Regions from separate parts of the Sus scrofa genome. Here all the other regions are linked to region 5. The links are chromatin contacts, called in public Hi-C, HiChIP or PLAC-seq and promoter capture Hi-C maps. All regions are on one chromosome and are shown on one strand. Each heading gives the region's core, a stretch centred on a gene start, on an enhancer-like site or on the middle of the called end of the contact. The rest is flanking DNA. Distances are from core to core; before and after follow the strand shown.

Region 1 (6,021 bases), core at 2,345-4,844, 370 kb after region 5:
CAGCTCAGAGTATCATTACCCCTATTTTTTCCGTTGAGGAAATCAAAGACTCTGAAAGATTAAATTCCCTTGACAACAATGAGCCGTGCTGTCACTCAGAAGCAGCGGGCCTGGCCCCACCACATCTGACTGTGAGATCACACATCTGCCCCCGAGTCCCTCATGTGCGCCTTGTGTTGTGTTCAAGGCACTCATTCATCTAGGAAGAGACAAACATTTGTGTGCCTACCTGGCACCAGGTACTGTGCCTGGCACTGAGGACACGAATGCAGTGTTCCTAGCATGGCGGGCGGTCCCAGGGGAGGAAAAATCTGTGTGCTGAATGTGACAGCCGGGGTAGGACACGGTGACAGGAGGGAAGATGGAAGCACGAGTAGGACGCAGCCTCGCAGTGAGGGAACGGGGTTCTCACCCCAAGGTGTCTGGTACGAGTGAAGCACGAAGGGTGAGCAGGAAGGGGCAAAAGAGGAGGAGCGCGCGGGGGCGGAGGGTTCAGCTAAGGGCCAGAGCTTGGAGGCCCAAAGAGCCAGGTAAGGGCATTGGGCCTTCATCCTTCCTAAAGGCAGAGCTGCCAAAGCGTTTTCAGCAAGGAAGTGGTTGGTATTTTTGGAAGATCCTTCTGGCTGGGTTGTGGAGACTGGATCTGAGCCTGGTGAGGCTGGAGGCAGGTAGGCCAGCTAGGATGGAGAGAGATGCAGAAATTCAAGCAAGAAATAATGCCGGTCTGAGCTTGGGAGGGGGCCGCGGGGATGGAGAGAAGGGCAGTCTCTGAAATCGATCCAGGATGTGGTGACTGATGGGGAATGCATACGGAGGGAGCCCATGGAGGGAAGGAGACAAGGATGACACCAGTTTGCTTCTGGCAAGTGCAACTGGTGGGTGGCAGTGTCCCTTTTTAGACGAGGGGACATCTGGGGTGGAATATCTACTATCTGTCAGGGGCATCCTGCATGAACGTGTACCCCAACTTGATCTAGGGATCTTTACCTTATGTCTGTCTTGCCCAGAGGAGAAGATCAAATGATCCTACTAATTTGAGAATTCTGCTTGCCAGGTGCCAAGGTGTGCTTGTGGGGAATGCACGTTGATGGCGAAGCATCTGGGACCAGCGGCATCAGGTTCTTCTGGAGCAAAGGCATCTGTCATCCGGGGCCTCAACCCCGCTTCTCTTGGATTTGTGTTTGGCAGCACCTGTGGCCTATGGACGTTCCTGGTCTGGGGATCGAACCCATGCTCCTGCAGAGACAACACTGGCTCCTTAACCCATTGCACCAGAGAGGGAACTCCCCTTTGATTATTTAAGAGCTACCTGCCAAGGGCATATCTTGTAAGGCACCTTGGTAGTTGTAGAGGAGGAAACTGATCTTAAAAGAGTTTATAATCTAGAAGGAGCAATAAGACAACAACCACAAAAATAAGCACAGGTCCACATATATACAGTATTAACAGACATAAATGGCACAAAGAACATGCTCCCAGAAACCCACGACGGCCATGGATGACACCCCTGAAGGGGAAATCAGGGAGGAGGCGGTATTCGAGCCGGCTTTCAAGGAGAAGCAGATATTCCACAGGCAGAAAGGTGGGACTGGGGGAGAAGGGGTGTGCCTGAAGGAAGAAGCCTCATGAGCAAACAGGCAGCCACACAGGCGATCACCAGGCTGGACTGGCTTAGGGTACTGGCAGAGACGGTGTCCTTCAGCTGGGTCCCCGGAGCTTTGAGAAGCAGGAGAATTCTCTGACCACGCGAAGCTATGTTTATGGGTGCACGTGCACTTTTCTGGAGCGAGGGCTCACAGCTCTTTTCCAGTTCTCTAAAGGGTCTGGAGCAGAGGAGAGGTTAAGAACCAGCACTCCCAGGCTCCCGAATTAGAATTTCCAGGTGGGTTAAGGCCTCTGTGTTTTTATTTTTTCTTTTCTTTTCTTTTTTTGTTTTGTTTTTGCACACCTCGGACCTCTAGACAGGCCCAAGGAGGCCTTGACCTGCTAGCCTAACCCGCGCTTCCTTCCCTTGGGCCACGCCGATCCCCCGCCACCACTTTACAGGAGAATCACCACCTTCACCCCAGCTTCCACCGCCCCGAGAGACAAAAGCGGGCAAACGGCCAGAGAAACGGAGCGGGACCTCAGGGACTCAGGCAAAGACTCTGGAATCTCCTTCAGGGATGGGGTGGGTGGGAGCCTTTCCGCTCCAAGGCTCCAAGGCTGGCCGAGGTCCCCAGCCCCACCGCGGACCCGCGGTCAGATTCTGGGAATTTCCAAGCCCGTCGCTAGGGCTGCGGCAGAGCTTCCCGGACGCCGGCGTGCGATGCGCCCCGCGGCCGCTGGGTGGCGCGACGCCGGGCGCCGAGCGTGGGAAGCGCGGGCGCGCGGGCGGGCTGAGCTCACACACCGGGAAGCCGCCGCTGCGGAGCCGAGGCCGCCGCCGCTGCGCATCTCGCGCTCTCCGCTGGGCGCTCGCGGGGGCGGCGAGGCGGTTGTGCGGGCCCCCGGGAGGGAGGCGGACACGCGAGGTAAGCGCGGGGCCCCGGCCGGGCCTGCGGGCGGTCGCCGAGAGCCCCGGGGCAGGGGTGGGCCCCCTGGGGACTGCGCCCTGGGCCCCGCCGCGCTCGGGTCGCGCCCCACCCCTGCTGCGGCGCGGCCTCCCCTGCGGATGCCCTGGCCGCGTGGGTGGGAGCGGATGGCGGCCGCGAGCGGCCCCGGCCGGTCCTCGGGCTCTGGGGCCGGGGCCCGCAGGGCGGGGGAGGCGGATGAGCAGTCCCCGGGGCCCGGCCCGGAGCCCCTGGCCGCTGCTCACCTTCCGTTTCTCGGCTCCGCAGTGGGCGTGGTGCCCCGCTGCTGCAGAGGGGGCGCCCGGAGTTGAGGAAGGCAGTGGGGGAGGGAGAGCGCAGAGACAGGTGGTTGAGGGGGCGCGCGATGGTGCGCGAAGGCTCGTGATATTAATGCGTATTTCTTTCTCCCCCCTTCTTCAGGGGGCGCGGAGGTGCGCGTGGAGGAGGCGGGAAGGCCCCGGGCATAGCTCGGGAGAGGCAGGCGCAGCCAGAGATGCCCCTGGGCACTGCCTGTGTTCAGTACCCCCCCCCCAATTAATAAAGTGGGTGTGGTGATGCGGGTGGAGGAGTTTGATGAAGACCTGCCCCAGAACTGCCCTGAACTGCCCCAGGCTGGCCGCCTGGCCCCTGGCTCCCGCGCTCCAGGAGCCCCAGGCGTTGAGCGCTCTGCAGAGGCTGGGGGCGGCTGTGCCCTCCAGCCGTAGAAGCTCCAGCAGCAGAGGCAGCTCAGAGCTAGGGGCTGGGAGAAGGACGTGAGGGGCGGGGCGGGGGGGGGGTGTCCGGACGGACGTGAAGAGGAGTCTCCAGGCCTACAGATCAAGTTCATAGATCACGGGTCGGCCAGGATGTGGTGGGAGGTGGGGGCTGTGGGGAAATTGGATAATGTCCGTAGGACCCCCTCCTTCCAGCTTTGTTTGCAGCCATAGGCCAAAATTGGGGTTTCGGCATTTGCCAAATGTGCTTAATTTTTTTTTTTTCTTTCCCTTTCGGTTTGTTTTGTTTTTTAGAAGAACGGCAAATGACAGAGCGGAGGGAAGGCTGGCCCAGCCAATCCTGGAGCCGCTGCAGCACTGGTTCCCCAAACAAACACATTCTGGTGCAAGGACAGAGAGGAGGGGGCTGCTGGCCCACACCCCTCCCCTGCCGGTAGCCCCCTGGCCGCTCCCCTGTGGGGAGGGCAGCTGGACAGAGGCTGCCCTGGGCCGGGCTGGTGATGGTGCTGCGGCCCCTCCCTGCTGCCCAGCGTGGGAGGAAGAAGGCAGAGCCAGGCAAGTCTCCCTCTGCGTCCTCTGGGGTGGAAGGAGCAGGTAGAGACAGGGCTGGGGTAGCCAGGGCCGGGTGTTGCTTTGGCATGGGTGGTGAGAGGGCTGCACCTCCAGCCCCTTGGGTCTGGTTCCACTCCCGGCCTGTCCCTGGCACTCAGCAACTGCGTCTATGTGCCTGTTGGTGCCACCATGTTATATAACGCTTATATAATCTCCCAGGGCGAGCGCTGTGTCTCCGTTGTCAGGTCACACAGACACTGTGTCCGTGTGGGAGTCAGGATCTGTGGGAGCCCGGGGGTGGGCCTGCGCCCTCTGCTCCCGGTCCCGGCCATGGAGGGGGAGATGGGCGAGCAGGGGCCCATGGCACACCAGCTGTCTGCGCCTGAGAAAGAAGGGCTGGCTGGGCAGCCGTCCTCTCCTTGACCCCGTATGTCCCCCCTTGCCCGGTGGATCCTCTTGTGGAGCGGATGCCCTTCTGGTGCCCGAGAGGTCAGCTTTTTGTTCTTGGGGCGCCCCTGGCACGCAGATGGGTGTGGTGAGATGACCCCCGGAACGTTGCAGGGGGAAGAGTACGTGGTACCTGGGGTTGCATAAAGAGCGAGAGATGAGCTCTGCCTGTGAGGTTTTGAGCAAGAGCGCCTGGAAGGATGGGCTGGTGGTGGCATTCTAAGAAGCTGGGAGCCGGCCTAGGGGCTAGAGGGTGGCCAGGGAAGGGTGTGCGGGGAAGTGGATCAGACAGCAAAGATAAACATGGTGTTCTTTTACTGTACTCTCCACTGGGCTGTCCCTGGTTACCAGGGCAACAGAAGCAGTGATGAAAATCATGCCTTTCGTTCAGTGGAAAAATCTGGCTCCTCCTCCCGCCTCTTCCTTCTCTAATCGCCTGCAACCTATTGGGAGGGTAGTGGCTCCAGGGATCAGAGACCCCAGTGTGTCTCTCTCAGGGCCCCCCTTCCCCGTTTTTTGTCATCGTCCGCCTTCCTGCATCCCCTCTTTCCCCCAGAGCTCGGTAATTGGCAGTTGCGTAGGAGTTGGACTTCGTGGAGGCGGAAGGGTGCGGACGTCATCGCAGGGCAGGGCGAGCCGAGCGTGGGCAGAGATGTGGATGCGGGAAGCCACGGGCACACGAGGAGGGTCAGGCATTGATCAGCTCGATGGGGCTCGTTCCTGGGGGTGGAAGGGGTGGGGGAGACAATGGAAAACCTGCAGAGCCTGGCGTCTGGGCCCGTGGTGGTGGGAAGAGGAGGCTCAGGTGTCTGGGGTGGTCATGGCTCCTGCCGCGAGCTAGGATTCATTCATTGCGCACTTTTTTAGGGGTGTCTGCCATGTTAGGTAAGGTTCTGGGAGCTGGGAAGACGCAGGTAAGTAAGCTGGGCCTTGACCTTGAAGAGACTGTGGGAGATGGGAGGAGGACGGGCATGTGGGGAAAGAGCAGCTGGCATTGTGACCAGCCTAGAATCTGGGGCCCCGGGCAGGAGATGGGCCACATTCCCGCCCGGAGGTGATGGATTAAGGTGGGGCCTGTGGGAATTCGGAGGAGGAGGAGGTAGTCAGAGAGCCCCTTTGGCTTGGAGACAGGACATGGGGGAGAGAAGGTGCTGACATCTTGAGCCTTAATGACTGACAGAAACAGAAAAGTCAGGGTTCAGACTTGTTCGGGGAGTCATGCTTGCTTTGCTTTTTTAGACGGGTTGCCATCAAGACAATGGCAGGGTATCTGGATGGAAACGTTACAGTCAGGCAGGTAAAGTTTGCCGTGGACGTGGGCGCTGGGAGGAGATCTGGAGGAGACTGTGTTGTGAGGTCTGGGAGGCGCGTGGTTGCCGAGACGGTGCGGGGACAGGGATCCCAGGGCCTGGGGCATCGGCCTGGAAGGGGGTCAGCTTCTGTACCTCGTGCTTGTGGATCAGCCCAGGGCGCGCCCAGACTGCCGGACCAGTTTCTGCTAATGAGCACCCACGTCTTCCCCCACCCACACCCCGTTCTGAAGCTGAGGTTTCTGTTTAGGTCTTCTTCTCCCTGGTAACGACCTTTGGGAGGGGATGTCCTGGAAAGATAGAGCCACACACTTAACCGCTCTGAGCTCTCGGTCTTGACCTTGGTGCTATCATTTGCTTATCAGTTCCTGAGCGGTCGGAGACGTGCTGTCGCGACACATGCCCTGGGTCCTCAGCCTCCACCAGCAAGGCTGCTTGTTCTGATGC
Region 2 (6,303 bases), core at 2,235-4,734, 330 kb after region 5:
GATGCAGTAAACTTTGTGATTTGATCATCACGATCTGGTCTGTCTTCTTGATCTGTGGCCTCTGTAGCCTGCCTGGACCACCTTCGAAGGCTTCCACTGCAGGGGGCCAATTTCCCACAGGACACTGGGGCTGGGCATCTACGCCGTGTCTCCCAGACCCCCCTGCGAGCAGGTGGTTGGCGTCTGCCAAGAGGAAGCACTGGAGAGACTGACAGGTGGGAGGAGGAAAGAAGGGGCTCACTTCCGACTGCAGGTTCTCACCGCCTCCCTCTAATATCTGGACACCTTCAGGACCAAGGACCCCTCCCCACCCAACTCTGAAAGCGTTCAAAGACTTAAAACAAGTTAGCAATGTGGTAGGAAATGTCTTGGTTCCAAAATATGAAAAAGGAAAATCAAAGTGAACAAACATTTTGTTAAAGGCCTGCAAGAGGTAAACCCTGCAAACTGCACTTCACTTCTTTAGCAGGTGTACAGAGATGCAATCAAGTTTGATTACAAGATTAGAATGAAGTTATGGCCCCTATATCTTATATATGTAAGCTATATCATATATGTTGTATTCTATACATATATCTTCAAACTCAAAAATTTTTTAAATAGTTTTCTCTTTTTTTAGATCCAAGAAGTTATATATAACATGGGATTAGGACCTGTTTTAAGTGGGTTGATATGATCTGTGTGCATGTGTTTGGGGCTGGGGTGGAGGGTGTTCCTGGTAAGGGGTGGCCATGACCTAGACGTCTGTGAAGGGCCTGGCAGAGCCCCTCACTCTATAGGTTTCTGTTGTACCTTCCATGATGTGTGGTGTAGTTAACAGCCTCTTCCAGCTACAGCTTATGTGAGGAAGTAGGAAGCAGAGACGCCAAGGAGCAGCCAAGGAAGGCCGGAGCCTGGAAGCAGCTTGCCGGCTCCACTCTGTCTGGCCCGTGAGGGAACACGAGTCTGGGGCCCCAGGTGGACCCATGTCCAGCAGCCAGAACGTGCACTTGTGCGGGGTTGGGGCGAGGCTGTGTGTGCTTGAAGCCATGAGTCCTGATGGCCCTGGAACACAGGAGGAGTGGCCAGGTATCACCTAGTGTCATGGTTCTGGTGTCATCTGTAGTCTCTCCCCTCCACCGTCCCAGGCCATACCCATGGCAAACGGAAGTTCCCAGGCTGGGGAATGGACTGGCACCTCCACAGAGACAAGCTGGACCACTAACCCACTGCACCACAGCGGGAATGCCTTGTCATCCCTAGTCTTACAGGCTAGAGAAGAACAGCTCTAGATTCTCACGGGAAGGAGTTTGTCAGCCTCCAATCTCCCAGGCCTCTGTCTCTGACGTCTGCCAGCCACTTTGTGCCCAGCGTGTCTTCTTTCTCTACCAGGGCTTCATAAATGTCCGTGTGTGTAAAAGGCAGTGCCCACTAAAAGCGCAGGTTCCCAGGCCCTACCCTCGACTCCGTGTAGACATGCTTTGAGAAGGTGTCTCCCGAAGATCATTCCCTGTCTCCTCTGCCCCCAAAGCGAGTTAAGAAATTCAGGTACTTGTATAGCACTGGGAACTATATCTAGCCACTTATGATGGAGCATGATAATGTGAAAAAACGGAATGTACATGTGTATGTGTGACTGGGTCGCCTTGCTGTACAGTAGAAAATTGACAGAATACTGTAAACCAGCCATAGTGGAAAAAAAAAAATCATGAAAGAAAGAAAAGAAAGAAAGAAAGAAAGAAAAGAAAGAAAGAAAGAAAGAAAGAAAGAAAGAAAGAAAGAAAGAAAGAAAGAAAGGTACTAGAGACAAGGCCTTTCCTGTGTCCTGTGCTCCAGCTGGGCAGACAAAGGGCATTGAAGTCACCAGAAGAATTTACTGAGAAGGAAGAGCCATGGGGCCAGATTGGGTTTCATATATAGCAAGGGTTGCAGCCACATATTTTGTTCACATTGGGTGTAAAACAGACCCAGTTCCTGGAGCTGAGCAAGTTGGGGTGGGGAGGGAAAGCTTTTCTATGTTAATTGGGAGTTCCAAGGGCAAATGTCTGATTTTAAAAATGTGTTTTGGGAGTTCCCTGGTGGTGCAGTGGGTTAAAGACCCAGAGTTGTCACCGCCATGGCTCTGGTCACTGCTATGGCATGGATTTGATCTCTGACCCTGGAACGTGTGCCATGGGCACAGCCAAAAAAAAAAAATTTATAAAATATATTTTGCAGCCCCTTCCGTCCCCACCTACAGGCCCCTGAGATGACAGCGTGGTCAGATTTGAATCACCATTTGCACTTCAAAAAAGATTCACCAAACCACTGAGTTCTACCAAATCTTCATCAGAAGCCTTCGGTTTCATTATGTGATGAAAGGCTTTGTTTTCTCTGGAAAGGAAAGTTAGACAACAAGATCAGAATGGGGGTCTGGGGGGTTGCTTTTAGACCAGGACACCCTTCTGCTTTCATAATGACAGGGGTTCTGCAAGGGGAAAGCAGAAGGGAGCAGAGTGTGCGGCTTTGCTCTCTCTCCCTCTGGGCTCTGTAGTGCAGACGCCACTGAAGAGACTGGTCTGGGTCTGGGTAATCCCATGACTCCACTCGAGCTCAGCGCAGGTGCTCCCAGACCCTCCGGCTCCTCCCCGCCCCACCCTCCTCCAGTCTCCCCATCTCCAGCCCAACCCGTGACTCGGCTGACTGCCCCCCTCAAAGTTTCTGCAATTCAGTTTACCAACACATCAGAACAACTCCTGAGCCATCTGCAGCTCCGAGGATTAATTAGGTAGAAGAGGGTGGAGTCAGGGGCAGTCTTTTTTTTTTTTCTGATAGGAGAGCAGGATGAAGCCCCTAGAGTTTCAGCCTGCAGGCTGGAGAGGGGGTGCCTGGAGAGAAGCCATCCCAGATGCTAGGGGAGACCTTTGTCGTCATGTCGATGGTGACATTTATGATTAAACTATGTGGGAACACAGGGGCAGTCACAGGAAAAACCCCTCCAAATTAAAATAAACACATCTTGCAGTGAAAAAAAAAAGTGAAAAGAAAACTGGGCAAGGATGGTTTGGGTAAGTAAAGTGACTAAATACACTCACGTAGGTGCCCTGTGCACGTTTCAGGCATCGGACTCTGCTGCAGACTGTCGCTAAATGCATCAGATGGAGCTTTGAGGTTTACCCGATGAGTACAAGGCTCACACTTGTAAACTCCGGTCCTCACCACAGATTCCTTCTGCAAGACTGTTCTCAGCTTAAAACTTAAAAATAAAGAAAAACAAGGAAATGGAAAAAAAGGAAATGGGAAAAAGAAAGAAAGAAAGAAAGAAAGAAAGAAAGAAAGAAAGAAAGAAAGAAAGAAAGAAAGAAAGAAAGAAAGAAAGAAAGAAAGAAAGAAAGAAAAAAAAGGAGAGGAAACTTGCCCTGCCCTGGCCACCGGCAGGGCTGACACAAAGGGGTTAAAGTTAAGTGGAAGTGGATTTTGAAGAAGATGGGGCCTCTATATAAAGTTGAAGACGTCTGGGGCCCTCGCAAAATCTTTTCGGCCTTGAAGGAGGCAATCCCAGGCTTCCTCCCGAAGTCCTCCGCCTCTGGGACCAAGCGAGGAAGCTCACGTTAGTGGCAGCCAAGGAGAGGGGCTGGCCGTGCCAGGACTAAAGAGGGAGGGGAAAAAGCAAGTTTCGCCCACCCCACGTTCCTTCGGGCGGAGGGGCGGGAGCAGTGCGTCCAGGCCAGGCCGAGCGGTATCTTGGGCTCCAGGCATCTATCTCTTCGGAAGCGGCGCGGGAAGGATGCTGATCCGCAGGGGCGCGCGCGCGGGGCGCGGGATGCCGCGGGGCTGGACCACGCTCTGCTTGCTGAGTTTGCTGCGTGAGTATGGGCCGTCGCGCGTCTGGGCCGCCCGACTCAGCTGCGGGGAGGGTCGACGCTCCCCCGGAGGCTGGGCGCGCGGAGTTGAGCTCGGCGGAGCCAAGGGACCCCTGTTCCCCCCACGCTCCCACGCCCACCGCTGCTCCTGGCTTGGTGGAAACCGGGTCGGTTGAACCCAGCCCAGCCGGGACCAGGGCTTCACCTGAAACTGGAAAGGGGTGGGGGGACGCGACCGGGGGCGGGGGGAGGGGGTGGTGGTGTCGGCCACATGGTGAGTCTGAATTAGCCCAGGTGTTCACCGGGCAGTGCGCCCCAGGCTTCCCAGAGTCAGGGAGTGCAACTCCCCCGAGCTGGCTCTAAAATAAGGCGCTCCGAGGACGCCAGGGTCCTATCGCGTTGCCAAAGGTGCGGAGCAATGAGTTGGAGCCAGATTCCAGAGAGAGGGGAGGAGAGAAGCAGGAAGGGTTTGGCGATTCAGAGAGCTGCGGCCTGGGCAGGTTGCTGGGCAGAGAGCTCTCGCGCCCACCGACCCCTAGGATGGGGGCAGCCAGAACTGGACATTCAAGGCCAAGGATGAGGAGCGAAGTCAGCCTGGGAGGAGGCCCCAGATTGGAAGCCCAGGAGGCAGGCTGAGTGAAGTGACCAGGGGAGTTTGGAACAAACAAGGAACAGCCTGTGAAAATATTCTTGCATTTGAGATGGAAAAGCGAAGTTTCAACTCCCCCTTCGGAAACCCACACCCCTTCCGCTGGGAGAGAAGGCTCTGGTAGATGGAGTTGTTCTGTGCCCTGACCCCTCTCACCATAACCCCTCATCTTGGAAGGAACTCAGATTTGCTATGCTTGAGGGGTTGGGGGTTTTCTTCCCCTGCCCCTTCCCAACTAGGGGACAGATCGGCAGAGCCGTGGACCCTCCTCAGCTCATCATTCCCCCACCTGCCCTGATTTCTTAAGCTCTTGCTCTCACTTTGGTTTAAAAACAAAGAAAAAGAAAGAAAGTAGGCATTCAAGGAATATTTATTATTGGAGTTCTCGTCGAGGCTTAACCAACCAGACTAGTACCCATGAGGACCCAGGTTTGATCTCCAGCCTTTCTCAGTGGGTTAAGGATCCTGTGTTACTGTGGCTGTGGTGTAGGGCGGCAGCTACAGTGCTGATTTGACCCTTAGCCTGGGAACCTCCATATGCCACAGGGTGGCCCTAAAAAGACCAAAAAAAAAAAAAATTATTCTTGATTGCTTTCATTTGGAGATTCCATTCTCCATCTCTGCTCCTCGTACTTAGATGGTGCTAAACTTCATAAGATTGTCCTTTTTGCTCAAGATTCTGCTTCCAGGCCTCCAGGGCTCCCAATTCCCTATTCTTACTGCCTCCTAAAGGCCACCCACCATAGCTGCGCAGAGTGACCTGGGCCGGCCAGCTGGCCCTCTTTGCTCTCAGTCTCCTCTGCTGTCCCTCTTTGGATCCACCCAGTTAGAGAGAGACTCAAGGTGGAGGCAGCCGTAAGTTAGCCTCTGTGTTGACCTGTTCAGCAGCCCCAGACCTGCCCTTTGGGGCAGAGAAAAAGCTGTCACTTAGGAGTTGAAGCCCAGCATGGGGAACCGCCGAGGTCGGGCTACACCCTCGCCAAGGCGAGAGCTGACCTGAGGCTCAGATTCCTAGTCGATGCTCCACTCTCCTTTGGCTTTGCGGCACATGATGACCTGGTCCTGGGCCGAGTGAGGCCTACCCTCTTCTTGTTTCCTCAGCTGGCCTTGGCCTGCCACAGTGGGGACAGGGAGGGCAATTTAACCTCTGAAAAACCTCGGGAAGATATGCTGAGAATTGCGGTGTCTCCTCTTTGGGGATGAGCCGTGGACCCTGGGTCCCTTTGCTCAGTCCTGCCAGGCTGCTCGGGCCAAGGTGTAGCTTTGTGTCTTCCCCAAGAGCTTTCTAGGGTTTGTTTGTATTTGCTAGTGGGAGTCATTTTCTGTTAGATCGTGCGGTGAATGAAATGAGCGACTGTACCTTGAAATGCTAACAAAGGAGCATTGCAGAAATTCGGTGCTGTTAGGACTGTGCAATTTAGGGCAGAAGGGGGTTCTGTGGTTTTCTCTTCACTGACTCTGACAAAGAGCTTTGTTATGGAAAGGTCTGTTTTCTTTCCCTGTGAGAAGTTGGCCTGGGCACAGGTACAGCAGCCAACCAAAAGTAGACTTTTTTTTTTTTTTTTGCTGGAGATGAGATGGCTCTGGGCCAGAGAGGCCACCAGGTAGCATTGCCACACCACCAGCTGAGAAGAGAAATCTTCATCCAGCCCAAGGTATCTGTTTGCTCCAAGCCCTCCAGGCCTGTCCTTCCTCTCTCCAGACCAAGTCCCGCCCCTTACATTCCTCTTCTTCCTTTGGGTCCTTCGTGCCTGCGGACCCCACACCCATATCCTGTCTGGGGCTACATGTAAGAGGGGAAAAAAAGAAAAGGGAAAAGAATTTTATCAGATA
Region 3 (6,034 bases), core at 2,678-5,177, 350 kb after region 5:
GCTTACGCAACTCTCTCAGGCCACTCCTCTTTGTCCGGGGAATCCGCCAAGGGACTTTTTTTAATGGTGGTAAAATCGACAGAACATCAAACTGACCGCCTTCACCGTGTTTACGTGTGCGGCTCAGTCATGGTAATGAGGTTCACGTTGCTGTACGATCCACCTGCAGGACACGCTTCATCTTCCAGAACCGAAACGCTTTGCCCTTGGTCACCTCCCCGCTCCCCACTCCTCTCAGCCCCCGGGGGCCACCATCCTACTTTGTGTCCCCATGAAGTTGATGCCTCTAGGAGCCTCCTATGAGTAGAATCATATAGCATCTGCCTTGTCGTGACGGGCTTCTGTCAGTTCGCGTGATGGCCTCAAGGTGCATCCCCGCGGTGGCCGGTGTCAGCCTTTCCTCCCTAAGGCTGGATATCTCAGTGGGGGTTCCCGTCCCATTTGGTTCGTCCACCTTTGGCTCTTGTGAGCAGCGCCCTTCTGAACATGTCCATTCATTCGAATGTCTCCTCAGCCCTCTCCTTTCCTCTCCTTTGGGTGTATACCCAGAAATGGAATTGCTGGGTCACGCGGCAGCTCTATTTTCAGCATTCTGAGAAATCACCATATTGTTTTTCCACAGTAGCTACACCATTTTTTCTTGCCGTCAACGGGGACATGGTCGGATTTCGCCACCTCCTCGCCAGCACTTGTTCGTGTTCTTCCTTTTTTCTTTGTCTGACAGCCGTCATCTTGATGGGCCTGAGCATCTCCTAATGATTAATGATGTTGAGCATCTTCTCATGGGCTTACTAACCACTAGCAGCAGATCTTTGGATAATCGCTATGCGAGTCCTTTGCCCTCCAGTTTGTTTTTGAGAAGGACCTTTCTTTCGACGCAGAGGTTGCGTTTCGGCAGCTAGCGCATGTCACCCTTGGTCTATCACATTTCCTTCATCTGGGGCAGGCTGCCTCCAGCCTCCAGGTCATCCCCCCAGCCCATGCCTCCCTTGCCCTCTGCGCAAACATTAAAGGTCAGTTTCCACGCAGAAAAAATAACCTACAGATGGAGGACCGTGTGTCTTCTGGAAAGAGCCTGAGACCTGGGGACAGCCTAACTTCTGATCAGCTGCCCACTGGCGTGTGACTTGCAACAGGTCCTTTAATTATTCTAGTCTCTACGTGAGAGCAGGGGTTTGGCCCGCATTGTCAGACGCCCACGGAAGTCGATAAAATTACGGAGAGGGAGCAGGAAGAGAGAGGAGGAGAGAGGCAACTGATCTAGAATCTCGACACTGGGAACTATCTTAAAGTTCACTGTCCCTCTTGCCCCCGGTTTGCAAAGTTTGAGAAGGCTACTCCGGAAACGTTGGGCAGTTTTGTTATTACGGTCATTATTTTTACAGAATAACATGTGCAAGCAGATGTGGTTCGGGGTCCACCGAGCTGATTCCTGGGAGCGCAGTGGTGAGGCTGAGGCCTCCTCCTGCCCCCTCGCTCATGCTGTCTGCCCACAGTCTCTCTCGGGAGGATGTTTATTTCAAGCATCCGGAGAAGCATTGTGCTTTGTTCAGGATCCACCTGCTCCTCTGTAGGCCTGAACACAATTCACCGATGCGGTTGGATTCCAGAGGAGGAGGCTGGCCGCGGTTACTCCCTTGAATTGAGTCCAATAAACAAGGGGTGGAGGGACGCTCCGTGGAAGCCAAACCGCTGGGGCTGTTAAGATGAACAACAGCTCGCTTGAGATCTTGTTTGTCTGGTCTATGCCTCGTGCAATCTGGGTTTCAAAATTATGTAATGTACACCCACTCCTCCCAGCTAAGAGTCCAGGCAGAGAGAAATGACAATTGGTGGTAAGGCTGAATATGATTAAACATCAGAAGGTGGATTCTAGATGATAATAGCCTGTGAGGCATTGCTATTACTTATTTTATTTTTGTGTCTTTTTAGGGCCACACTCTCAGCATATGGAAGTTCCCAGGCTAGGGGTTGAATCGGAGCTGCAGCTGCTGGTCTATACCACAGCCACAGCAACATGGATACCCATCAGGTTCATTACTGCTGAGCCATGACGGGGCCTCCGAGGCATTGCTATTATTAACAGGAATAGGAATAGCTGCCATTTAGCCAGGGCCCCTTTGGTTCCAAGTCCCTTGTCGGGCATGCGTCTTAAGACAGCTCTTAGGTCACTGCCACACCTGAGTCTTCAGCAGAGGAGCCTGACACTCAGACTAGTTGCATGACTTGCAAAGAATCTAGTACGTAATGGAGCAAGGGTTGATGCCAGGCCTGATGGAAGCCGGGGCGGCTTCATGGAGGTGAGAGGAGTCTTGAAGGGTGGGGAGCCCAAGGGGGAAGGCAGGGTTCTTCATCCCCCTGGCAGCCAGGGTTGCGAAGGTCACAGGCTATCACGTGCCTGGGCTTCCTCGTGGTGGTAGCCAGTCCCAAGGCCCTTCCCACCAGCTGCTCCTGCACACCCTCTGCTCACTCTTCAAGGCATGTGAGGAGATGTTTCTGATCTCCCAAACCGGACGTGCACTCACCCTCCTCGGAATGTCTGTAGCGCTGAGGCGTAACTTTCTGATGGCATTTATCATGTAACCAGTTCTGTCACCCATTCGTCTCTTTGCGCCTCAGTTTCTTCATCTATCAAATGGGGAGAATAATAGTAGCCATCTCAGAGATCCTGCCATGGTGCCAGGGGATGAGCAGTGTCTCTGCAGCACCAGGATGCAGGTTCAATCCCCGGCTGGGCACAGTGAGTTCAAGGATCTGGCTTTGCCACAGCTGCAGTTAGATCACAACTGTGGCTTGGATCTGATCCCTGGCCTGGAAACTCCACACGCCTCAGGGCAGCCAAAGAAGAAAAAAATAGTACCCGTCTCTTAATAGGGTCATACAAGGCGTAAACAAGTTAACGTTATGCGTAAAACACTTAGAGAAGGGCCCGAGACATAGGAAGCAGCATTTAGCTTCGATGCCGAGCGTGCACACTGACAGCTCTGCCCACGCGGTGTTCATAGCTACGCCCCCCAACACACACTCATACCGCACATGCGACACCCCCCAGAGGGTTTCACACCACGTCTCCTATTCAGCTCCTGATGACTGTTGGAACAGCTGAATCTGGTTGAGGAAGAGCTTCCCAGGCCTCAGCAGGCTAAGCAGGAGCCACTCTGCTCGGCTTGTTTCAATGTCCAAGAGTCCGGTTCCTCTGCCCCTCTCAGGGACAAGACTCGCTTCAACCAGAGGCATCTGGTCAGGGCTTTGCTTCCTCTTCAGCCGGAAGGCTCAGGGCTGGGGAGGGCATGGTGCCTACCGGGAGGCAACAGAAAGCTCGCCCGAGGGCAGTGGACCCGAAGGAGAGGGAGCCTGCTGCTCCCATCCAGTGCGCCGCCCAGACTCCCCACAGCCAAGGCCGTCGTGGGTGCTTCTCTCCAAGGGCTTCCTTGGACACCTGTAGAACCTCACCTTTCCCGAGGCTGTGACTGCACCGCTCTGTAACCTTGGCCCCTGGGGACCTTCTGAGGCTACCTCTGGACTCTTGTCTCTGTGACCTGGAGGTTAGCTCGCCCGGCCCTCTTGGCCCCACCAAAGCCTCCGATTCCAGCTGGCAGAAGGCTGGGACATGAGGCCAGTCTTGACCTTGTCCCGCGCAGGCACAGAGGAGCCTGGGTCTTCCTGCCTGGGGCCATGGCACTAGAAAATACCCAGGCTACTTTCCAAGCTGGGGGGGGGGGTGCTGGTTTTGCCCCAGGGGGCAGCCCTGCTCCGCAAACAGGAAGCCTCCTCCTCCATGGAGGCTCGGTTCTGATGCCCCCTCACACCCCCCGCCCCCCAGCAGTTTCCCCCAACAGGAAAGCGGTCAGAGCTGTTCAGGCATTTCCTCCTCCGCCATCTGCCATCCTGGACAGGGGACGGTCTGGGTTTCGGTTCCTTTCCCGTGCAGGGGAGGCCGCACCCATTGGAGGCTGCCAGAATAAACCCTGGGAGGTCTGAGTGCAGGGTGCTCCAGGGGCACCCGGCCAGGGCTCCCAACTCACGCTTTCTCTGTGGGAGGGTTACCGGTGTGCCTCCGGAGCCTGAGTGCCTGCGTCCTTAGGGACCGGTCAGCAACCTGGAGCTCAACCACGGCCCTCATGTTAACCCGGGCTTCGTGATTCTAATGAGACAGAAGGTGGGAGATTAGACGAGAACCCCGCTTGGCCTGGAGACGTGCTCTGTGTGAGGCCCTGGGAGAGGCAGGAGGAAGGGACCCGGGGCCCTGGAGTCTGTGTCATAGCTTTTGCCCTCCACCCTCCCTCCCTTGGCTTTCCGTCCAGTGTTGGAGATATTGCGCACTTGAAACAAAGGATCTTCTTTCTCTTCGTTAGTGTGGCACTGTCAATATCTTCTTTCGAATTTAATTTCGAAGGGCATAGGTGCACATGGGAAGTCCTTAGATCAGATGGTGTTTCCCGTCTTTGTTCTCTGGTATCTGCCACCTCGTGACACTTAGCAGTGACACGTCTTAGTCTTAGGTGTTTTGGTCCTGGAAGATTTTGGAGTTTTTCTCATTATTGTGTTTTTGCACACATACAGTTTCCAGGATTTTTTTTTTCCCCAGTAGGAATTTTAGGAAAAAACAAAAAAAGATTCTTCTTGTTTTGAGGGTCATAGTGTGACATTAGTCAGAACTATTGCCTGAGACCCAGACACGGTTCGGGGTCAACTCGTAATGTTACCTCCAGCTTGTCTTTTTTCTCTGCCTTCCCAGGAGAAGTTTAAGAAGGACAATGGAGAGAAGTTGATGCAAATCCTGTGTGGGCAGGAGCAGGCTGAGGCCGGGCCAGGGGTGTGCTCCTTGCTCCTTGCCCAATCTGAGGTGAAACCTCACTGCCTGCTGCTGGTCTTGGCCAACGGAACAGGTATGGGGCACCTCTGTTTGGGGATCTAGGGAGGGAGAGGGGCTGAGGTTAGAGGAGGCTGGGTAGAAATCGGGCGTCTTAGCCCCAGGAGCACAGGCACTGGGAAGCAGGACTGTACTGGCTTTGGGAGAGACCATCCTGTGAGCTCTACTCGCCACCAGAGCATCTTCTAGAACAGCGTAGGGGAGTCGAGCGGGATGAGCTATTCCATCCTCTAGATTCAGCAACTCCTGTTTCTAATTCTAGAACTTAGCAGCAAGTTCCTGCTTCTGGAAAAGCACCAGTCTGAACTGAGAGAGGTAAGTTCTCTGAGATGAGGGGCCTCAGTGGAAACTGAACTCCCCTGGGTTAGGGGAGTTCACTGGAGGAGCGGAGAGAGTAATTCTCTTCTCCAGACCTGCCCTTCCTCCCTCTTCACCCTTCTCCAACAGCCCTGGCCCTTCTATGTTTGAAACACAATTTTACAGTGCAGCTTAATTAAGAGATGTCAGTCTTAAGTCCTGTTTGAAAATCGCTGAGGTCTGTGTCTTCTTGGATTTATTCATTATTGGATCCCACAGAGGGGTCTAGCATGGGCTGGGCTCCTCTTCTAGAACCCACATTCAGCAGATGATAGGCTCTCTCTTTTTGTGTCTTCTCTTCAAGATGAGCATCCAAAACTTCTCGAAACAAGATGTTAGGAGCCACCAGAGCTACTCCCGAAAGACCTTGATTGCACTGGTCACCTCGGGGATCCTGCTGGCTGTCTTGGGCATCACTGGCTACTTGCTGATGAACCGTCGCAGTTGGAGCCCTACAGGAGAAAGGCTGGTCAGTTCTGGGGTCCAGAGCAGAGAAAATGAGGAAGATGGGTCTCTTGGGGAGGTCTCTGGATGTCACAGAGGGGGAGAAGCACCAGAAAAGACACCCGTGTGCTCTCAGCCAAGAATATGCATGCATACACATCACTGTATCCATAGGTGAGTCAAAACAGTATAGAGTGGATTGGGGAGGGGGCAGTACCTGGGGCCCTGCTCCCAGTGGTAGCCAATGGTCCATGTCATCTATTTATTATTTTTCCTGGGATAGTTTAGCTGGGTACAAACTATAACAGGCACTAAATCAGCAACTTATTGGCAAGCACATGAAAAGCCCATGGGCACCAA
Region 4 (6,261 bases), core at 3,273-5,772, 270 kb after region 5:
CCCTGAGAAAGGAGTCATTTCCCAGGTACAGCAGAAGCAAGCAGACTCTTCCCCCAAAGCCAAGTTCTCTGGCCCAATTACGTGGGCAAGTTATTCAACCTTTGCGAGCCCCAGTTTCCCCATCTCTGAAGGGGAGAAAGTGCCCAGGGTTTTGGTTAAGACTGAATGAATAAACCTTAAGTGTTCAGACTTGAGCCCAGCAGAGAAGACAGTGCATGATACATGCTGGCTGCTCGGGGACGGTGGGGGGCTGAGGCGGCTGGGTGAGCGAGCTCAAGGGACAAGAGGGAAGCTGCCTATCTCTTGCTACCTGTGCCAAAGGCACCGTGCACCCCAGGTGTGGGCACGCACCGTGGACTCTGCCTATCAGGGGTTTTCATTTCCTAGGGCCGCCATAACAAGGGACAACAATTAGGTGGCTTAAAACATCAGAAATTGGAGTTCCTGTTGGGGCTCAGTGGGTTAGGGGCTCAACATAGTGTCCTTGAGGATTTGGATCTGATCTCTGGCCTCACTCAGTGGGTTTAAGGATCCTGCGTGGCCGCAAGCTGCTGTATAGATTGCAGACGCAGCCCGGGTCTGGTATCACTGCAGCTGTGGCTGCGGCCAGCAACTGCAGCTCCCATTTGACCCCTAGCCCAGGAACGTCCATATGCCACAGGTGCAGCCGTAAAAAAAACAAAAAGACAAACAAAAACACCCAGAAATTTATTATCTCACTGTATGGAGGCCAGAAGTCCAAAATCAAGGTGCTGCGGGGCCACCCATGCTCCCGAGTCTCCAAGACAGGATCCTTCCCTTCTTCCAGCATCTGGAGGCCCCGGTGCTCCCTGGCTTGTGGCAACCTCCTTCCAAACCCTGCCCCCATCAGGACACGGCCTTCCTCCCTCTTTCTCTCTGGGTTTAAATCTTCCTCTTCATATCAGGACACCAGTCACACTGGGTCAGGGCCCACTCTGCTCCAGTCCGACCTCATCTTAACCTGTCTGCAAGACTCTGCAAAAAAGTCACCTTTGCAAGTCCCAGGGGACACAGTCAACCCAGAACGCCGGGTCTCTACCCTGGACGGGGTGTATCTGGCGGGGAGGTTCGGTACACACGTGTGTCTGGGTGTGTCATCACGCAGGTCTGTGCAGGGCCCACCGGCATGGTGCATGTGCGCTCACACCTCCAGGCCCCGGCCGTGTGGACCTGTGCATTGGGTTCCATGGTCCCGTCTCGGGTTTAAATCCAGCACGGCAGCGTCAGTCTTTACGAATGGGCTTGTTTTCTCCCCCGCTCCCCACAGGCCCCTGTGCTCATAAACAAAAGGTTTTAGGTGACTTTCCAATAGTAAAATGAGTTATTTCCTGACTGACTTATTTCCTCCTCTAACTGTACACGGACCGCCCCCCTCGACTTACGGAGGAAGAAAGACAAAAGGCCAGGACTCAGGCTGACCGTGGGCGCCTGTACACACTTTCACAAGGAGCGGATGGGGCGTGGTTTTCAGAGCAAACGCCGAGGGCCCCTGGGGTCTTCTTGACGGAGATAAACACCTGCAACCATCCCCAGCCCACCTCACACCATCAGGGCTTCCTACTCTAGAACTGCGTATATATTTTAAGGTGCAAACATTAACACCGATATCTCAGTTTTTTAAGATAAAAATACCAATAATAATTCACCACTGCCACCGCCACCCCCAGTTACCCTAAGGCTGCTGCTAGTTTCTCCATTAGCAAGTGGGAACAGGGGGCGGGGTAAGGCGGTGGAGAGCACCGCCTGCCCTCCTTCTGTCCCCCCAAGAAATGGAGGTTCAGCTGTGGCGATCGCCCCGCCTGGTCTAAAAGCAACTGGACAGACAGCCTAAGCAGCAGATTCTCACCGCCTCTTTTCAGAGACATACAGTTTACGAAAGTGGGCAGAAAGTTCGAGACCAGATTCCCACCTCCTCCTTGGACAGGAGGGAAGACGGAGGGCTGGGAAGGAATTTGGCCTTGCCTAAGCTCAGCGTCCAGGCTCTCCTGCCTCCCCCTCTCCATCTCGTTACTCTCGAGGGTGGGACAGAAGAAAGGGGTGGTAGAGGGAAGAGTCCCCGATCCAGGGAAGGCACGAAAGAGAGCCACAGGAGAGCATCTCGGAAGGCACAGAAACCCCCTCTCCAGCTGACGGTTCCTCTGCAGCCCCGACTTCCCTCCCAGGGAGTCCAAGGTGTGCACCGCCTGCCCCAGCCCCCTCCGGCTGATCTGCTTAACCCAGAGACACTATTTCTCCCGCGCTTTGATCCTGCAGGCGCCGGCAGTTTTTTGTTCTATTATTCACTGCTGCACTGTCTCTCCCTTATTACAGACTGTGGCCGGCCTGCCCACTGCCTCCCCAAGGCCACTGGCTCATGTCCATCAGTAACTCAGTAACAGTGACTGCGTCTGAGATGCCTTTGGGGAGAGGGGTTTGCACCACTTCCGAATCAGAGTTTTCTATAAACCTGCTTCTGGGAAGAGAGTAGGAGAGGAAGACAATATAGGCATAAAAATTACAGACGTGACTGCAAAGAGGCTAAGAGGCATGTCTCCTCCGCCCAGCTGACTGCGCAGGGTTTGGAGGCAAAAGCTCTTGCGTGCGTGTCCCCCAGAGCAGCCAGGACGCAATCAGACATCAGTCACTAGCACGTATTTAACGAGGGAATGCGGGACGGAGCGTCTCCTCCCAAGCCTCAAGCCCATTTCCTTCAAAGACAAGGGAAACAGCACAGAGTCTCGTGGCACTTCTACCTATCTATACAGCACGGGGGAATAAATTCGTTTACCCACAGTCCACACACACACACACACACACACACACACACACACACACCAGAGAATGTAAGACCTATGCAGGCATAGGCTGTATCCCCAACACCGAGCACAGTGCCCAGCACATAGTAGGTCCTCAACTAATGTGTGCAATAAATGAATGGACTGGGTCTCCCGAGCCCTGGGGTTTCACTGCAGCTCAGCCACCAGCTTGCTGAGTCACACGGGCCAGTCCCTTCCCCTCTCTGGGTCTCAATTTGTCCCTCTGGGTCTGGAGGGCTTTGGGCCAGATTTCCAGGGAGGTCACCCAGTCTAGACATTTCTTGAAGAAGATCACCAGTGTCCCCATACAGAGTCACCCTGTGAGCCTTCCAGGCCCCTGTTCTGCCCCTGGCATCTTCCTCCACAGGAAATCTCCATGGGCACCTCCATCACCAGGTGCTTGGAGGACCTGGGAGAAGTGGGTATGAAGGGGTGATATAGTCCAACACCGTTATCTACGGCCGGGGCGAATGTTCGGCGACTAAAGAAATGCCCTCGGATGGAATGCACGGCTTCGGCAACAGGGGCAAAACTTTCTTAAGTTCGTACCTTCATCCCTTTGTTTTTTCCTTTTTGGCCACACCCACCATATGTGGAAGTTCCCAGGCCAAGCAGCCCCAGCAGTGAAAACGCCTGATCCTTAACCTGCTGAGCCACCAGGGGTGTCCCCATACCTTCATTCCTGAAGTTGCTCTCCTCCCACCAAAATTCCAGGCACTGGAAGCCCCTGTGGTGACACTGGATGGTATCCATCAACAGAGCGGAGCCAGCAGCTGGGAGAGCCTGAGAAACAGGGGAAGCCCTAAAGAAGCCGTTTGCCAGCAGGCAGCCCTAGAAATACAGGTGGAGCGGAACAGGGGCAGAGGCCAGGGTCGCCTTTGATGGATACATCTTTAAATCTCCAAGGAGAGAAAACCCACCCCAAACTGACTGCTCCAGACAAGCAGAGGGTGGGGCCACAGAAGACTCTGAACAACTCAGAGTCGGGAATTAGGGGAGGACGGGGCCTGCCCAGGAGAGCAACTGTATGCAGAGAAGTGTATGCAGTGTGGCTCCCTCTGTGGACTAAGGCACAGGAGTCTCCTTCTCCTGGGGGCGTTCACCCTCCTCAGCTAAGCCTTCGCTGCTGGGCCCCCTTCAGACATTGTTCTGACTGGGTGGGTCCCCACCTCGCCTCTCTGGAACTGTTACTAGTCCATGTCTTTGTTGGGCTGGCAAAGGGGTAGCGGGTATCCCCCAGTTTACTGGCCCGGGAGGTGGAATTTGTAGGCTGGCCAGGGTAGCTCTTAATTCCTTCATTCTAAGTCTTGATCCAAACACTGCAACACCCCCACCGCCTACGCCGCCGCCTCCTGCCCGCAGCCGCAGCGCTGTTTTGCCAGGAGCGCCTAACTCAAGGTCAGCGAGCCCTCAAGGCCAGGAGGAGGGGAGGAGGGGGTGGTGGTTCCCAGCACTGCTGTCACCTGACCCTTCCTTTGCAGGCTGCTGACTCCCAAACAATACGGTCCACGCCGGTTTGCAGAGTACCTTCCGTCTAGTTTTCCAGGAATCCATTCCCACCAAACAAACACGCGGGTTCCCGTGGCCCTGCGCGGACCTGGAAAAACACCGCTCTTGGCTGGGCTCCCAGCGGGCCGCTTGCGGTCTGCTCCGGCCAGCGCGGCCCAGGCTGGATGGACGAGGCCCTGCCATGGCGCCCAACTTCCACTAGAGGGAGGCCTCGGGCCGCACAACGTGCCACCGCGCCCGGCTCGCCCGCGCCTGCGCGGAGCAGCGGCTGCCCCCGACCCGGCGCGCGCCTCGCGCTTCCGGCGGCCGGGATGGCCAGGGTGCCTGTGGGCCGCGTGTCCTGAGCGCAGGTCCTTCGGTCCTGGGAGGGAGCCGTGGGCGGATTTCAGCCCTCCGGGCCGGTCAGTCTTGCTCCGAGACCCTGGAGATGCGATAAGCGGCAGGAGCTGGTGTCGCGCCGCGAGTTTGGGAAGAATCCCCGGCGGCTGGGAGGCCGGACGGCCGCCCTGCCTTAAACCCAGGGCCGATTTCTTCGGGCCTCAGCGGCCCGCCTCGCACTTTCCGGCCGCCCCGGCAGCCCCTCCTCCGGTCCACTGTTTGGCCATCTATCTGGCTCCTCGCCAAGCAGGGTGGCCTTGAGGCCTTATGTTCAGAAGTCGCACCGACCTGGAGGCCCGGGTGCGCGGAAGGGGCACTGCAACGACCAGTTTACAAAGAGCCCCAGGACCAGAGGACCGGACTGCTCTTACTGTAAGCTTCACGGTCAGAGCAGGAAACGACCTCAGAGCTCAGCCAGGCTCGGATGAGATAACTGGAAAAGTACATGGTCCAAGGTCACAGAGTTTGCTGGCGAGGAGCAAATCCAACCGCTCCAGTCCCGACTTGGACCCTCCGCCCCAGCTCTTGGGAGAATCGGGGCTCCTTACAAGGGCCGCAGGCATCGTCTGCCCCTGCTTAGCTCCACACACCCCACCCTCTTCTCCGGCTCATCTTGATCTCTAGGCTTTGCTAAATGCCATGAGCCCAGCCTCCCGCAGCCCCTGCCTCTGCGGCCGCGGCGGCAGCAGCAGCAGCAGGCTCACTGCGACTTGTCAAGTCCTCAGTTCACACACCATTTCCTCTGGAAAGCTTTCCAGCCTTTCCCCGCGCCCCTCCCAGGGAGCGCTCTCCAACAGGGCGTTCTGGGAATCCCATGCAGAATCCCATGCAGAACCATCCCAGCGTCCCCTTCTCCCCGAAGACTTCCAAAGGCCTCACCAGCCTCTAGGCCAGCCCTGAGCTCACCATGGGGATTCCGTGGACAGGTGATGAATGAGTGAATGGGTCAGAGCCAGCCTATCTCGGCCCCCAGTTTCTGGGCCTGGGTACTTCCCACTCTGTTGCCCACTGGCCCTTTACCTCTGGTAACTGAAGTGAGATTTATGGCATGGAAGCACCCAGGCTATATGGCAAAGGTGGGGAAACCAAGTCAGAATGAGAGCCAGTTCTTGGAAGACTGTTAGATCCTTGCTTCTGCAGCCAAGGGAGTAATTTTCCAACGCTGCGTTTTCCCTGTCACTGCACTCTGCGTGGGAATTTCTAACTTAACGGTATTCTTGTCATTTCCCTCGGCGAAATGGCCTCACGAAGATTTCAAACTATGGGCCTAGGATTTGACAGAGGGCTTCGAGGGGCTTCATGTGGCCACTTCAATCAAAGCAGCACCATTTTCCTTTTCTTTTCTTTTTTTATTTTCCAGGTAGTTCTTGTGAAAAAGAAAAGGAGCCAATGTTTCCATTAATGCTTCAAGAATGTTCAGAACTCGACGGCGCCAAAGGATTGCAGAGCAGAGCGGCTGAAGAGCCGTGAACAATTCCAAAGGCTGTGGCCTCCATTCCCAGTGAAGCCCGAATTACAACTTGCCAACCTACTAAGCCTTCCTCCTCCTCTTTCACGT
Region 5 (5,557 bases), core at 1,518-4,017:
TTAAATCCCTCAACTGTCTGAAGATTGAAGGTAGAAATTCCCGTTTTACAGACGGACCAACCGAGGCCCAGGGACATTCAGGGTACTTAACAGGGTGCCTCCCAGTAGACCAGACAGTGTTCTGCCGCTGTTTTGCTGAAGGCAGGCACTCCCATCATCTTATAGGGCTCAGACCTCGGGCCAAGTTCAGCAGCAACGTGCAAACACGCCACTGGGTCCTGCTGCCTGTCACATGTTGTCCCACCTGTGTTCTCGCTCTCTTTCCTCTTCTCCATTGATTTGAGGGGGCCTCAGTGGAGGATGTGGTGAGTGGAGGCTGTGCTTCATTTCATCCTTCCTTCCTCTTCATTCTAAGGTTAATTTCTGGACCACACTTGGGGAGGGTTGTAGGAGAAAATTATTTAAATTGTATCATATAATCTTCCCAAGATGTGATTAAATTGAGGCCCAGGGACAAGAGGTGACCTCTTCCAGGGTCAGGCAGCACTTCATTGAGGATCTGAAGGTCCAAATTTTCAGCGTCAAGCTTTCTCAGTTAGGTAAACCCTACCACTGTTTTGGGTGGAGCTGGCCAGACCCATGCTCCACGCATCCAACAAGTGGGAGAAATATTCCAAAATCTTCTCGCGTCTTCTTCCAATCAATTTCCTGAATAAACTGTGGTTTCTGTTGGGGCTAACCAAAGGTAAGAAGGTAGACAAGACTGCCCAGATGAGGAGAAAAAATGAACTTATCAAAGGAGATAAAGAAAAATATAGGCGATATGATAATTGCCTGGAGGGGCACCAACAATAAATGCTAAAGAAGCTCGAAGAAAAGAGCACGTAGAGATCCGGAAAGATAGCTTAGATGGCTTTGCGGCTGCACAGGACACATCCAGGAATAACCAGTGAAAGTCCAAAAAAGACAAATTCAGCTAATTAACAAGGAAGAAAAAACTTTTGAAGAATTAGCTAATGTCTGTGGATGAAGTAAAATCCTACATATCCTCCAATACTGTACTGAATGGGTGATTGCTCAGGACAACCCGTGAGTCTACAATTCTTTTTTTTTTTTGAGACCCTGGCTGCTCTGAGAATTAGGTGAGCCTCCCTTTAGGGTTTCCCAGTGAATAGTTTTCTGTTTACACCGTTGAGAACTATGGCCACGAGAGGGCAGTAGAGAGCCTGCCGGAATACTTGGACGTGTTGAGTCAACTCGCCTGTGCTCTCATCGCGAGCAGGGACTACGCAGATCCTGCGAGCTCGCTGGGGTCTAGCTTGCAAGCCTCTTTCGCAAAGCCAGGCCCAGAGGCTGCGGAGATACCGAGACTCTACATGGCACGGGAGCAATGGTCGGCACTGAGGCATTGCCATCCGACATTCAGACCCCTCTCACTTTGGGTTATTAAAATAAGTTTTACCGCCACCGCTCTGATTCCCTTGCCCTGATTCCCTTGCCAGGCAGGCTCCCTGGGTCCGGATACAGAAAACTTCCCACTGGTCCCTGCCGCCCCCCCCCCACACACACACTTGCCAGATGCCCCCGATCCCTAATAGAGCTGGAAGCTTGAGAGCAGGGCTCATTTTTGCCTTATAAAAATTAGAATGAGTAACAACAACTTCAAACCTCATTTGACAGCTTGTTGGCTTTTTGAGATTCACGAGCAGAAGCAATTTGCCTGCACGTATTCCGAGAACCCCTTCTTAACCTCATCAGCCATGGCCGGTACCTCCCAACGCACCCCTCAAATTAAAGACCAAGAGGGAGGTGTGCAGGATGTGCGCGGGCACAGGTGGTGCTCCAGGAGGGGAAGCCCACGTCCCCACTGCCCTCACCCGCTCTGTCTGCGTCCTGAGCTCCGGCACCGGAGCCCTAGCCAGCTGGGCTTGCCAGGCCTCCACCCGGATCCCAGGCCCCGGGCAGGATTTTTGTTGCCCCCTCGGCCACTTAAGGTGGCCGGTGGATCCGGGCTGAGCCGGGCGCAGGAAAGCAGCGGGGCCGCCTCCCGATGCCCAGCCTCATTCTCCTTTGTTGACAGCTGGCGGAGGAGGAAGTCCGGGCGGGCGGGGTGGGGGCAGGGGCTGGCTGCGGCGGGCGGTGCCAGCGGCGGGCGCGGCCCCAGCCCGGGCAGGCGCGGCCAGCAAGGAAGGGGTTAACGCGCGCGGCCTCTATGATAATGAGCTGCATGGTAATATAGGGAGGCCGGCGCTGTGGGCTCTGCCGCCGCCGCCGCTGCCCGCCGGCCGCCGCCGCCCGCCGGCCGGAGCCTGAGCTGCCGGGCGGAGCGGCGTCCGCGCCAGACTGGAGCTGGAGGGCGGCGGAGCGCAGTTGCTGGGAATTTTTCAGCCGGGAGGCCAGGCGATCCGGAGAGAGAGCCCGCGAGCTCGGGAGCGGCGGGGAACGCGGGCGCCGGAGCGAGCGAAGCAAACCTCGAAATAGATCCGGAGAGCCAGGTTCCCGGAGGAAGTGGGACTGTGAGCGGACCGGGAGCGAGAAGGGAAGGAAGCGCCGCGATTGCTGATGTCAGAGGAGCCCGGAAAGTCGCGCTGGAAAAATCTGAAGACGGCCGGGGCTTTGCTGCTTCCCAAGGAGACACAGCGCCAGCCACCCCCCACGCCCCCTCGGCGCCTCCCGGTTCCCCCCGCGAGCCGGCGACAGCGCCCGGTGGGGCTGCTGCGGGGCGGCAGAGGACTGAGGGGCGCGCGGACCGGAGACCGAGGGGCCACTTCAGGAATACAGATAAGTGGCTGCTGGCTTGACGTGGATTTTAATGAATTTGGACTCCATGTGGGTTTGGTCGTCTCGGTGATCACGAGCTGCTGGCGGCGAGAGGGACCGCACGCCGGCCTCGGCAGCCGGCGGCCAAAGCGGCCGCACCGGGGACGGAAGGACAGACCGACGTCGCCGAGCTGGGTAAGCGGAGCCCGGGGCCGGGCGATCGGCGTCCGCGGCGCCCTCCGCCCGCTCCCCCGAAGCGCGCCCGCCTCCGCGGGTCTCGGCCCCGAGCCCCCGGCTCCGCCGCGGCGGGCGAGTCCCCGCGCGGGGTCGGCCACTTTCCGCGGGCCGGAGCGCGGCGCGCGCGCCTGGGCGGGCGGACTCGCCGCCGCCGCCGCCGCCGCCTCCCGCCCGGGCTTCCCCGCGGGCGCCCCGCTTCCCCGCCGGGCTGCGGGCGGGCGGCGCACCTGCCGGCACCCTGCGGCCCCGGGGGCCTCGGGGGCCCCGGGGGCGGGGGGCTGTCCCACGAGCTGCAGCCGGATGCGGGTCTCGGTGACCCTGCACGAGCGGGAGAGCCCGGGCCACTGTGGCCGGCGCTCGGTGTGGGGGCGTTCACGCTGGTCCAGGAGTCCCCGGAGGCCGCCGACTGTTCCTTCAGAGCCAGGGACTTGGGAATCAAGGGGAAGGTCCCCTTTGCGCAGCTTCCAGAGGCTCCGGGGAGAGATTCCAGGGCAGCGAATGGGACAAGTGCCCCATACCCCCCTCTGCGCTTCCTTCTGGTGAAGCCCCCATCTGCACCATCCCCTGGTTTGAGGTTCCAGAGATGGCTGGGGGCCCAAGGAGGAGCTCGGCCAGGGTCCCAGAAGCTCCTTATTAATCATTTTAGACTCTTTCCCTCCTTGGGCTTCTTGCCCCACCCCAGAAGTGATATGGAGATCTTAGAAAATTCTAGCCCTTTTTAGCCATCCCACAGGTCCCTGGATCCATATGGTAGTCATGGGCTGGCTGACCAAAGAGAGAGTTGTGAGAAAATGCTGTTCCAGGTCCCTGACAACTAGCCACCTGTTCGGCCTGACCCTTGCCCCAGAGGAGCTGCCCACTTCAACTCAGCTCAGAAGGGTAGAGAATGGGGGTGGGGTGGGGGACTTGAGGTTCCATGTCAGTTGCGTCTAGAAACAAGGGCCTCATGAAGTGGTCATGGAAGTCAGCCTGGGTCTCCTGTGGGGATCTAAGAGCCTAGTGTATGCCACTGCATATCCCAGGAGCGGATGTGCAAGGGGCAGAAGACAGGACCCCTTTAAGGCCCTGGTTTGGGGGCCCAGCAGCTCAGAGGAACCCGCAGGAATGTGGGCACCCACTCACGCCCTTCCTTGCTGAGCACAGTGGACAAAGTTCGGGCACAGCAGATGGAGATGGGCAGCTGGGCTGGGCTGGACCTCCTGGGAGCAGGAGCCAGGCTGAGCTCCCGCCTCCCCTCCCCACACAAGAGCAGGCTCCTGTCCTCCTGGGCTTCTTTCCCAGACCTTGAAACTTCACGCTTCCCTCTGGGCAGGCTTTGGATTCTGGGGCCTTCCACAGAGCCACGGGCCTGGAAGAGACAGCTGGGGCTGAGGAATTCAGCTATTCCTGATGGAAATACACAACTTTCGTGCATTCACCTCGAAGGCTGGCAGCCCTCTCCTCTGACCCCCCCCCCACCTGCCGGCACCTTTTGAACTCAATACCTGTGACCTCCCCTCCTTGGCCTGGGGGGTGAGGTGGGTCAGGAGGAAAGTAGGGAGCCAGGGAGACTCAGAAGAGGCTGTCAAGACACCCTAGCAGCGAGGTTGTGTTGCTTTTCCCTTCTTCCACCTGGCATCTCCGCCTTCATCCCAGCGCTCCCTCCTCCCTCCTCCGGGACCTGCCCTCCCTGCCAGTGCTCCCTCAGCCCTCCAGCTGACCCTCTTGGGGACCTGTTCATAAAGGGAGGGCGGGGCAGGCTGCCCTCTCAGCTCCCTCACTGTCCCAGGCAAATTGCATTAGGATGGAGCAAAGTGGCTTGCAATTAAATGGAAGTGACATTTGGAGCCCTGTGCAGTGGAGATGCTGCAGCCGAGGAGCAGCAGGATGGGACGTGGTGGAGTTTGGAAAGGTCCCCTCAGCCCAGGACCTCGAGTCAGGCAAGGGGATCCCATCTGGCCTTTCTGTTGGAATGGATGTAAGAACTGGGATCCCTCATAGGCTGGAGCAGGGCGGGAGGGCTGGTTGGCCTTTCAGGAGTAAACGGTGCTGTCCCATGTGCATCACCCCAAAGAAACCTGTCACTACAAGGTTGGTGGCTCTCCCCTTTCAGAGTGAGCCCCTGTCCCCGAAGTTCCAGGGGACATTGCCCCTCCAACCTCCTGACCATCCAGAGCTGCAGGTGCGGTTGGACGTACACGTTCCCGTCTGTTGTGGTGGAGTCTGCACTTAAAATGCAGCTGAAAAAGCAATCCCTGGAAGAACAGCTCCTTCTCTCCCAGGCCCCTTTCCCATTTCCCAGGACTCCTGGCGATGCTGCTCATGTCTAGTTCATGGGCACGTTACGAGGAAGCCCACGAGCTGGAGGGGAAACCAGTGACACAGTTAAATATACATGGCAGCAGCTGGCAGCAGCCTAAACTCGCCAGTTCAGGTACCATGAACTATTTATGGCGCTGGAGTTGTCACTGTTGGGGGGTTTTATAGTCTCTGTTCCTGCCTCCTTTGCTAAGGCTGCCTCTCTGAGATACGGGGTTTGTTGTGGGGGGAAGCGGTTTCTCTCTCCAGCAGCGACAACCCCCCCTCCCCCAGCTGTCTCCCTGCCCGGCCACACAGCTGTCTCCCCCCACACACGCAGACT

What was found. Promoter capture Hi-C pulls out the DNA fragments that hold promoters and counts their contacts. Hi-C and Micro-C count contacts between places; a contact is called where the count stands out from the background. HiChIP or PLAC-seq counts read pairs in DNA pulled down with a chosen protein or histone mark.
Region 1: a contact with region 5 is called in an H3K27ac HiChIP or PLAC-seq map of alveolar macrophages. The contact joins the promoter of LOC102160414 here to the promoter of PLXNA2 in region 5. A contact is called at or near these places in 2 of 47 Hi-C or Micro-C datasets (embryonic fibroblasts and undifferentiated spermatogonia) and 1 of 2 datasets of contacts at active chromatin or transcription factors (alveolar macrophages).
Region 2: a contact with region 5 is called in an H3K27ac HiChIP or PLAC-seq map of skeletal muscle, with 4 times the contacts expected there. The contact joins the promoter of CD34 here to the promoter of PLXNA2 in region 5. A contact is called at or near these places in 1 of 47 Hi-C or Micro-C datasets (heart right ventricle) and 1 of 2 datasets of contacts at active chromatin or transcription factors (skeletal muscle).
Region 3: a contact with region 5 is called in a Hi-C map of retroperitoneal adipose tissue, with 2.7 times the contacts expected there. The contact joins the enhancer-like site here to the promoter of PLXNA2 in region 5. A contact is called at or near these places in 12 of 47 Hi-C or Micro-C datasets (alveolar macrophages, embryonic fibroblasts, fetal heart ventricle and 9 more) and 1 of 2 datasets of contacts at active chromatin or transcription factors (skeletal muscle).
Region 4: a promoter capture Hi-C map of fetal skeletal muscle shows a contact between it and region 5, with 5 times the contacts expected there. The contact joins the promoter of LOC102160111 here to the promoter of PLXNA2 in region 5. A contact is called at or near these places in 1 of 5 promoter capture datasets (fetal skeletal muscle) and 1 of 2 datasets of contacts at active chromatin or transcription factors (skeletal muscle).

What each region holds. Positions count from the first base shown.
Region 1 is chr9:134,951,635-134,957,655 of Sscrofa11.1, forward strand. LOC102160414 reads right to left here and starts at 3,595. Exons shown (of 2, transcript XM_021063896.1): 1 at 2,798-3,595; 2 at 1,529-1,823. The coding sequence starts at 3,378. The coding sequence ends at 1,550. LOC110255544 (a long non-coding RNA gene) reads left to right here and starts at 2,336. Exons shown (of 2, transcript XR_002336086.1): 1 at 2,336-2,513; 2 at 3,560-6,021.
Region 2 is chr9:134,909,644-134,915,946 of Sscrofa11.1, forward strand. It overlaps CD34 (CD34 molecule), which reads left to right and starts at 3,485. Exons shown (of 8, transcript NM_214086.1): 1 at 3,485-3,824. The coding sequence starts at 3,782.
Region 3 is chr9:134,929,989-134,936,022 of Sscrofa11.1, forward strand. CD34 (CD34 molecule) reads left to right here. Exons shown (of 8, transcript NM_214086.1): 5 at 4,739-4,889; 6 at 5,136-5,188; 7 at 5,535-5,699. Among named protein-coding and RNA genes, the nearest start is that of CD34, 20 kb to the left of the region's middle. Within about 2 kb of position 3,928, at least 21 of the 83 cell types and tissues checked have an H3K27ac peak or open chromatin away from gene starts, as enhancers often do. A contact at or near this core is called in alveolar macrophages, liver, omental adipose tissue and 3 more, where this site is marked.
Region 4 is chr9:134,854,895-134,861,155 of Sscrofa11.1, forward strand. LOC102160111 reads right to left here and starts at 4,523. Exons shown (of 4, transcript XM_013989671.2): 1 at 4,344-4,523; 2 at 3,491-3,599. The coding sequence starts at 4,508. LOC102160321 (a long non-coding RNA gene) reads left to right here and starts at 4,614. Exons shown (of 3, transcript XR_001304238.2): 1 at 4,614-5,075; 2 at 6,064-6,261.
Region 5 is chr9:134,581,993-134,587,549 of Sscrofa11.1, forward strand. PLXNA2 (plexin-A2) reads left to right here and starts at 2,768. Exons shown (of 35, transcript XM_021063894.1): 1 at 2,768-2,895.